Regions from separate parts of the Mus musculus genome. Here region 1 is linked to region 2. Evidence: chromatin contacts called from public Hi-C data. All regions are on one chromosome and are shown on one strand. The core of a region is the stretch at or near the end of the contact, and the rest is flanking DNA. Distances in the headings are between cores, read along the strand shown.

Region 1 (4,791 bases), core at 1,940-4,439, 140 kb before region 2:
ACTGTAACACAAATGGCCTCCAGGCCAGTTCCCTCCCCTTCCCCACCAAAACCTCCTGAGACCTGTCTGTCTGTCTGTCCTTCTATTGGCATTCTGCTCCCCTACATTCCCACCAGAAGGCCTGCTAAGCTCTGCATGGACCGTTCTGAGGCTCGTCTGGTCTACAGCTCCAACTTCTTCCACATTCGGAAGGAACCCCATCGCTCACTCCTCTGCTCTCCCAGTGAGACTGCACCCCCACTCCCTCCTAACAGTTCTGAAACTCATGAAAATAGTGCCAGAAACTGAGGCTGAAAGCTCCAATGGGTGAGCTGGCGGGTAACATTTTTACAGTTAAACCATGCAGTCTGAGAAAGGTTTTTAAATGATGACTGGGTAATACCACGTGAGTACGAGAGCCAAATTTCTAGGTTCAAACTTAGCCTCACCAAACACTACTACAAGTTTGAGTAAACTAACCCCTTTACAACTTAATTTTTTTATAACTATTTCTTTACAATATACTATAAAGATTTATTATAATGACTATTTATAATAATGATGCAGTTGTTTTTTTAAATATAAAATGAAGATAACCACAACTCTCGTATGTTCATAGCAGCCTTATTTATAATAGCCAGAAGCTGGAAAGAACCCAGATACCCCTCAACAGAGGAATGGGTACAGAAAATGTGGTACATTTACACAATGGTGTACTATTCAGCTATTAAAAAGAATGAATTTATGAAATTCCTAGGCAAATGGATGGACCTGGAGGGCATCATCCTGAGTGAGGTAACCCAATAACAAAAGAACTCACACAATATGTACTCACTGATAAGTGGATATTAGCCCAGAAACCTAGGATACCCAAGATATAAGATACAATTTGCTAAACACATGAAACTCAAGAAGAACGAAGACCAAAGTGTGGACACTTTGCCCCTTCTTAGAACTGGGAACAAAACACCCATGGAAGAAGTTACAGAGACACAGTTTGGAGCTGAGACGAAAGGATGAACCATCTAGAGACTGCCATATCCAGGGATCCATCCCATAATCAGCCTCCAAACGCTGACACCATTGCATACACTAGCAAGATTTTGCTGAAAGGACCCTGATATAGCTGTCTCTTGTGAGACTAGGCCGGAGCCTAGCAAACACAGAAGTGGATGCTCACAGTCAGCTATTGGATGGATCACAGGGCCCCCAATGGAGGAGCTAGAGAAAGTACCCAAGGAGCTAAAAGGATCTGCAACCCTATAGGGGGAACAACAATATGAACTACCCAGTACCCCCCAGAGCTCGTGTCTCTAGCTGCATATGTATCAGAAGATGGCCTTAGTCGGCCATCAGTGGAAAAAGAGGCCCATTGGTCGTACAAACTTTATCTGCCTCAGTACAGGGGAACGCCAGGGCCAAGAAGTGGGAATGGGTGGGGGATCGTGTGGGGGACTTTTGGGATAGCATTGGAAATGTAACTGAAATAAATACCTAATTAAAAATTATTTTTTATGATTATAACTGTGTGTATGTGAGCACACAGGTGTGCTGTGGCGCATAAATGGAGGCCAGAGCACAATTTTGGGGAGTCAGTCCTCTCTATTCACCATGTGGGTACCAGAAATCCAAGTGAGTTCATCAGGCTTGGTGGCATGCACTTTTACCTGCTGTGCCATCTCATCAGTTATGAGGTAAGACTTACCAGTTATCCAGCTCTTATAGCTGTGTGTTAGAGCTGCAAGAGACTGCTGCAATAGCAATGGCAGCCATAAACATGGAATTCTAAAAGTTTGTGGATTGACATCTAGATCCGGTTTGGTAAAAGGGTCACTAAGTGTGAGTGGCAAAGTTGACAGTGAGGAGGAGGAAATGTGCCTTGATCACCAGCAGTTTGCTCCAAGTGTTAATAGAGATCAGAGCAAGCAAGTGATCCAGTGAGATACGTATTGTAGGGTGGTCTCTGCACCTGCAGAGAAATGGGCTAGAGTCATAGCTCCTACTCTAGCCCCTCCCCAGTTCTGCTCCTAGATACAAATCTACTCCCATTTCCTTATGGTAAATGTCACATTTATATTATTCCTTGATTTTGCTGTCATGGATATGATTTCATAATTAATATCAGCTGTAACACCAAGAATGGACTTAAGAGAATGGAACTAAAGGACAATATGAGGATCTAGGCATGGTAGCACCCATCTGTACTCCCAGCACCCAGAAGGCAGAAGCAGGAGGATAGCGAATTTGAGGCCAGCAAGGGTTATAAAGTGAGACTCTTACCAAAAACAAAACAAAACAAAGTAAAAGTGAGAAAGAAGGCTGAATCCACTGAACCTGTGAGTGAATGGAAGGCGGATGGGGAATGGAAGTGGGTGAGGTGCCATCGCAGTACTGCGCATAAATAAATGGGAGCTTGGGGAGAGGTTGATGAGAAAGCCTGCAGGCTAGAATTGTTGAAGTGCTTCCCAGTTCCAGCCACAGAATAAATCACAGGGAAGCCGGATAAATCTTACCAGGACAGAAGGGCCCAGAGCACTCACAGAGACTCTGAGCCCCTTCTATCCCAAAGTTGAATGTTGCCCTTTTTAAAATTCTTACCCTTGCTGCCCTTTGTCCATCACCACCCATTTCTATTTCCACCTACCACTCCCAACTATATCTTTAAGTCACACTGAGCATTAGTTTAAAAGGGTTGCAGCAAGAGATGAGTTTCCCACCCAACATGTGCTTCTTGCCTGGCTGGGCCTTGACCCACAACTAATAAGGTCCAGAAGACACTGCTTTGACTAAACAAACATGTAGGAACCTAGACGCTTCTATTAGAACAGGGGGACTCATTCTAGCAGGAAGTCCAACTTCACAGCTTCAAACCATCTGTCAAACCCATAACACCAAGGGTTCAAATGAATGGAGGAGGAATATTCTCAAAGACTTTTTGGGTGCTTCTGAAGAAACAATGCACACCAAGAACTGTGGTTGAGGCAACCCTGACCTTTCTGGCCCTCTCAAGCAAATTGACAAAGCTTCACTTGTGACGTCGCGGAGGCCAGACTCAGGCTGGCTGGCGTGGGATGCCCTCGCCCGCCCCAGAAGCAAGAGGCCACCCGCCCCGGGGGAAAGAGGCGGGGCCGGGACCTGGCAGAAACTGGGCTGCACTGCTGGAGCCAAGAGAGGCAGGGCGCCTCCCCGCCTTCGCTGCGGTGACCTCCGGTGTTTTCCTGGCGGCTTGCCCTCCGGCTGTGCCCGCCACAGGAGGATTGCGCCAGGTCCCAGCGCGACCACCTCCAGGCGTTGGCACTCCCTTCCTCCTCTCTCGCCCCTCCTCCGCCTCTTCCGTTTCTCTGGGAAAGGCTGTATCCTCCTTGGGGCTCTGCATCCTCGCTTAGGTAATCCGCTTTCCTGCTTTCGCCACCCCTCCCCGGTGTCCAGCGTCTCCACCTCCGCGCATTTGGGTCCCCGCGAGCCTCGCGCGCTCCATCGCCTCTGCAGAGGGCAGGTGAGTCGGTCTCCGGCCGAAGGCTACTGGCCTCGGCGCCTGGGCCTGCGAGGTACCGGGTCGCTGCATCGAGGCCTCTCCGGCCTGCCCGTGCCCACCCACACAGAGCCCGAACCCCGAACCGAGAGGCTAAGCTCGCGGATCACGCCGCCCCCTTAGCTCTGCAGAAGCCACCGAAAGAAATCCAATCGCCCGCAGAGTAGCTTCTTCTGCTCGGTTCTTTCCATTCCTACCACTAGCCTCTAGGTTGAATGAGGTGATCTGAGAATGGTCAGAAGCAGAGGCCCAGGTTCCACGGGTAGGTGGCGTAGCTGTCAAGAAGTAGGGGAGCAGTTTGCCTGAGAGATGCTTCTAACGTGGATCCACGTTGACTGTCTCTAGAGACCCATTGGATGGGTGTAGACTAAACAGTCCGGGGGTATATTTTTTCTACATTTTGAAGTATGGTTTTGTGAGACATGTCTAGGCAGTGGGTGTGGACAGCATAGAAGGGTGTCATCTAAATTATCTAACCTGGCTTTGGTAAAAATCATATGGACTGTCAGACATGAGGTGTGAAAGAAAAATCTAGGGAATACACGTTAACAAGCGCGGTGTGTACTTTGGAGATTTCTGTCCTTAAAACTAGGACCGGAACACGTGGAAGTTTGCCCACTGTGTGAGGGTGTTCGCGTCAAAAGGACTGCGGCTTGAGGCCGTGCGGACAGGACTCTTAATATATATGTATCCCATGCAGAATGAATCTTTCTGTTTTGTTTTGTTTTGCTTTGCTTTTTTGGCTCCTTGCCCTTAATTCCCAGTTTTAATCAGATGGTAAGACTTAGGTCCACCCACCTGGTAACAATCTAAGGAAGAAAACAACCCCAGGGACTACTTTTGGCTGATGGACTAGCAAGATGACCTCAGTCAGGCATCTGAAAGTACAGAATGAAAGGGAAAATACAGGCAACGGGAAAGCCGATTTTAACCCCTGCACGTGCCTGTTTGCTGTTTTCTTAAGAACTTACATTTAAAGGACTTTTATAATACTTTTGCAGTTAATTCTTAGCAATGAAGAAGACTGTGTAAGACACATAAAGTTACACTTCAGTTTTTGAATAGACTAAGAACTCTTCTTTGCAAGTTTTTGAACTAAGCCACCACTTGCACCTTAGACTCTCACTCTGTAGTGTGAAGTTCATTATTGCACATTTAGATTATACTTGTACTTGGAGTAATTGGAGAAAAAATTCTAATTTATTTTTAGACACAGAAGGCCAATAAAAATACAAGCAATAAAGGTAAATCGTTATATAGGTATTTCCTCTTTTACTTCG
Region 2 (4,698 bases), core at 1,875-4,374:
GCCAGTTTTTCCACTGCATTCCAATAGCACACCCATCTGGGGACCAGAGCTGCCACATGTGGACTGTGGGGGACATTTGAAATCACAAATCTAAGAGGGTCCCTCGGGAATCCTGGAATAAAGTTTTTGTCAGAGAATAAAACATTTCTTGGATCACCCCCCAACACACACACTTTTTAAAGTAATGATAATGCCACCACTTATCAAGTACTTGTGTTGTGAGATCACCACAAACGTGTGGGATACTATGTTATTATCGGTATTTGATGTCTGACGATCCTTTTTTAGAGCAACAGAGTAAGTTGTTCTGACTATTCTCATTTTTCTCTTTATGGGACTCTTTTTGATCTAGCACACTATCTGTTGTGACTTTGGAACCAAGGGAATGAAGTAATGGTAAATTAATTCATAGCAACTAAGCTGGTTGGTTTCAGTGAAGACCAAAGAGTCCCACAAGGTACACACCAGTAACTTTAGTGACTGCCGCTCCACATATGGAGAACCTGGAGGTCACACTATAATGCAACCTTTAATCTGGCTGCTGAACATTGTGCTACTTGAAGCTGAGAGTTTTGAATTGTGTCCTGGATCAAATAAAGTTTCACATCTCAAGAGCATGGTTAAAGGTGGGCAGTATGAATGTTTGAGGGTGGTTAGCAACTTTGCTTAGGACAGGCTTATGGAATACAAGTGGAGACACTTGGGAGAAGCATGCCTGTGGTTCTCTCAGCATCAGAACAGCCTTGGAGGTTTTTAATGTACCACACCTGGGCTTTACCCAGAGTGCTGTTTATTGAGATGGGTCCTGACACACACATTTGGAAATTATCAGAGTAAATTTGATCTATAGCTAAGGCTAGCAATTAATGAGCTAGGCCAGTGGTCAAGGTTGTGTCGTAAGGGCCAAATCTGGACTACATCCTGGTTTTTTGTTTGTTTGTTTTGTTTTTTGTGGGTTTTTTTTGTGCCCATGAATTAAATAAAAATTCTACATTTTGAAAGTGGTTGAGAAAAAGCTAGAGAATTCATGAAAATTATATTAAATTTAAATTCTAGTGCTTCTAACTAGCTGTTGGTATGGGCACACTTATTCATTTGTGGCTGCTATCACATTGCCACAGTGGAGTTCAATTGCAATAGACTGTAGTGCAGAAAGCCTAAATTGTCTACTTCATATGCCCTAATACTAATCCCTAAGTTAGGCTAAGTGGGAACCATGAACAGGGCTGCTTTCCAACTTAAAAACGAAGCTGAAAGGCCTGTTTCTGTATAGGGGTTTATATCTTAATTTTCTGTGTCATTTTTTTTGGTAACAGAGAGAGGCTGATAGATTAGTAGCAAGTAAAAGTAATTTTTATCAAACAAGACTGAACTATATGCTTTTATTCACTAAGCCACATAAGTATGAACACACTATCTGTAGAACTAGATGGCCCAGGCCTCTCTCTATGGAAAGAACTTCCTTGAGGATCTCATAAGCTCCTTCTAGTAGTGTGTCCCTGTCCCCTGCACCTCCCACTTTGACTTTGTCTTTTCTTGCATACTTATGATCACTTCCAGCTAGAGGCAGTGTTTAGGGAATGTAAAAATACAGTTGTACAAGATGAGGGCAGGTGCCGATTGTCCTGTGGGTTTTCCTTCACTCTGGTTTTCATCCACTTAGAGAGCATGGCAAGCAGGCTAGGAGGAGGCTCGGTGGCTATGGCCACTTTCTGTGCTTCTAGAGGACCTGAGCTTGGTTCCCAGCACTCATAGCAGACAGCTTGCAACAGCCTGTGGCTCCATGTCCAGGAGATATGATGTTCTTTTCTGGTTTCTATGTGTACCTGGAAACATGTGCACATGTTCTGCCTGCCTGCCTACCTGCCTGTCTGTCTATCTGTCTGTGCCTCTGTCTCTCAAGGAAAGAAAATAAAAGCCTCAAGGTTAAGAAAATTATCTGTGCTGCACAGTCTTATTCTATGCTCATTTTGATTGACTTATATTTTTGGCGGTAGTAATATGAGAGATTGCTGTACATTTATCTGTTTTGTAAGAATGTGATATCACAGGTAATTTTAAAAATGACAAACATGAATCAGTGTACTCCAGAGAAAACATTTGATTTCCAGTTTATCGTTTGTCATACTTGCTTGGCTTTCAAAGATGTGAATTTTATGAAACTCTTTGGTGACCTGCATATATATATTCAAGGCTTAGGTTTCCATTTTTACACTTCCCCCGTCCACTTTAACCTCTCTGCCCATCATTGTGAAGTGACTATGGACCCAGCCATGTCTAGGCTCCAGCCACTTGGAAGGAGGCCAGCAATGTCATTATATTGCTGGCCGTGAGCCCAGACTATCTGAAAAAGCATCAGTTTTGCCACTAATGAAGTTTTTAGGAAGGGTGATGCTGGCTTTGACATTAAGCATTTGGGGACATTAAGCATAAGGCAGCAGGCAGATAAGATAGGGACAGTCTCCTTCCAACACTGGTGGTTAAGTTTTTCCATGAGGTATCCTGTTCCTAAGTTTGGAACATATCCGTTTAATTGTGAATGGTTTGGAGAGTGAAATAAGTAATACTCACAATTTGTGTTTCACACTTGACCCTCAATACTCCCTCATTTATTTATTTATTTTTCTTTTCCAGGGTTTTATACATTGGCCTGGCCTGTAATACAGCTCGCTATATTTACATTTCCTACCTGGAAAATGCCTGGACTGTCCTCCCTATGGAAGTTCTTCAAGGTAAGCTGACAGCTAGCAAGAGACCAGCCTCTTTGCTGCTCCTGCAGTGACCACAGTGGCCCTGGGCCCTGACCTTCTGCATTAGGGTCTACCCCGGAAGGAAGGGAGGGTCCACCTCCAGCTCTGATGGCAGAGGCTGGCTCTTCAGCTGCTCTGAATGCCGTCTTGTGCTGAGCCAAACAAGGCTGGATGTTTTCCACACCCTTGTTTAAACAAAGAAAGAGGAAGAAATTCGGCTGCACAGCCCTCCAAAGATGGTTTTAAAATTAAAAAAAATAAAAATAAAAAAAAAAACCGGATGTATCTTTTAAAGGTTCTTCTGTTATATTTTCTCTCTTAGGTTGTTTTTATTGCATCTGGTGGTTTATAATGAAACCTTGAGGGTCATGTTACTGTTTTTCCATGAGCCACCTAAGTCTTTGCTCAGACAAGCTCTTCCAACTTCCTTCTGTTGCTTCAGGGCACTGCTTCCCACCAAGATATAAATCTGAAAGACTCTTAGCATGTGGGTCAAGAGTACTGAATGCATTGATCTGTGTTCAAAGCTTCTTGCCATGTTAGTGTGCATGACCCTATCTAGATTCTAAAACTTTGCTAGCCTGAATAGTGATTGGTGTTATGATTTTGATTGTCAGGATAAGAATACTGGAGTAGAAGCCCTGTGACAACCTGGGCTCCTAAATCACTGTGATTGCATAATTTCATTAGCTTTCTTAGGTGTTGCTGTATCATTTCCTAACTTGAAGGACGTGAGTGTACTTTAGCCAGGCTAATGTCCTGTCATGACTCAGATTCACAGTTACTCATCTAAGTAGACTATGTAAAACACATGCTCATTTACTATAGTCCCTGCTCACAATGAAAAAAAAAAACCACGCTAAACTAAAGAATAGGTATCATTATAGTCATGTAATTATGTAATTCAAAAATAGGCATTCTTTAAAGGTGCTTTTCCCAGATCTGATATAATGTGTCATTGGTAAGAGAAAATGAGTTTACAAGTATATATACAAAGTTGGATTATATAATAGCAAGTTATTGTTTGTTAAAAGGAAAGCTATTGTCTGTAACTTAGAAGTCTGAAAGGGTTTTACAGTGAAGCACACATCTCAGCATCTTGTCACTTAACAATCATAGACAAAGTGTGGAGCAGAGACTGAAGGCAAGGCCATCCAGAGACTGCTCCACCTGGGGATTCATCCCATATACAGTCTCCAAACCCAGATTCTGTTGTGGATGCCAACAAGTGCTTGTTAACAGGAGCCTGATATAGCTGTCTCCTGAGGTGCTCTACCAGTACCTGACTAATACAGAAGTGGATGCTCTCAGCCAACCATTGGACTGAGCACAGGGTCCCCAATGGAAAAACTAGAGAATGGACCCAAGGAGCTGAAGGGGTTTGCAGCCCCATTGGAGGAACAACAATATGAACAAACCAGTACCTCCAGAGCTCCCTGGGACTACACCACCAACCAAAGAGTACACATGGAGGGACCTATGGCTCCAGCCACATATGTAGTAGAGGACAGCCTTGTCTGTCATCAATGGGAGGAGAGGCCCTTGGTTCTATGAAGGCTCTATGTCCCAGTGTAGGGGAATGCCAGGGCCAGGAAGCAGTAGTGAGTGGGTTGGTGAGCAGGGGAAGGGGGAGGGAATAGGGGGTTTTCTGAGGGTAAACCGGGAAAGGGGATAACATTTGAAATGTAAATAAAGAAAATATCTAATAAAAAAAAAACCAAAGAAATGTATTGCAAAAAAGAGAGAGAGAAAAGGATCATAAAGCAGTAAGCATGAAGAGCAAGGGTTCTCATAAGGAAAACCGAATTTGTGGCATTTCCCACTTCAAGGGTCTGTTCTTTCGTCTTGCTTAATTGTAATATCTTAATTGTTGATATATAAGGAAATTAAGATTCCATAAAGAGATCTGTGTGCCTACTAAAAATTCATGTTGCTATAAAAATATAAA

Evidence for each region. A called contact is a pair of places that touch in the nucleus more often than the background predicts.
Region 1: a contact with region 2 is called in a Hi-C map of the N1E-115 cell line, with 2.4 times the contacts expected there. The contact joins the promoter of Inpp1 here to the enhancer-like site in region 2. A contact is called at or near these places in 2 of 484 Hi-C or Micro-C datasets (the N1E-115 cell line and nephron progenitors), 2 of 115 datasets of contacts at active chromatin or transcription factors (the HPC-7 cell line and pancreatic cancer cells) and 3 of 9 other capture datasets (adipose tissue, liver and macrophages).

The regions. Positions count from the first base shown.
Region 1 is chr1:52,816,086-52,820,876 of GRCm38.p6, reverse strand. It overlaps Inpp1 (inositol polyphosphate-1-phosphatase), which reads left to right and starts at 3,189. Exons shown (of 6, transcript NM_008384.2): 1 at 3,189-3,475.
Region 2 is chr1:52,674,512-52,679,209 of GRCm38.p6, reverse strand. It overlaps Mfsd6 (major facilitator superfamily domain containing 6), which reads left to right. Exons shown (of 6, transcript NM_178081.4): 3 at 2,635-2,732. Among named protein-coding and RNA genes, the nearest start is that of Nemp2, 46 kb to the right of the region's middle. Within about 2 kb of position 3,124, at least 39 of the 459 cell types and tissues checked have an H3K27ac peak or open chromatin away from gene starts, as enhancers often do. A contact at or near this core is called in the N1E-115 cell line and adipose tissue, where this site is marked.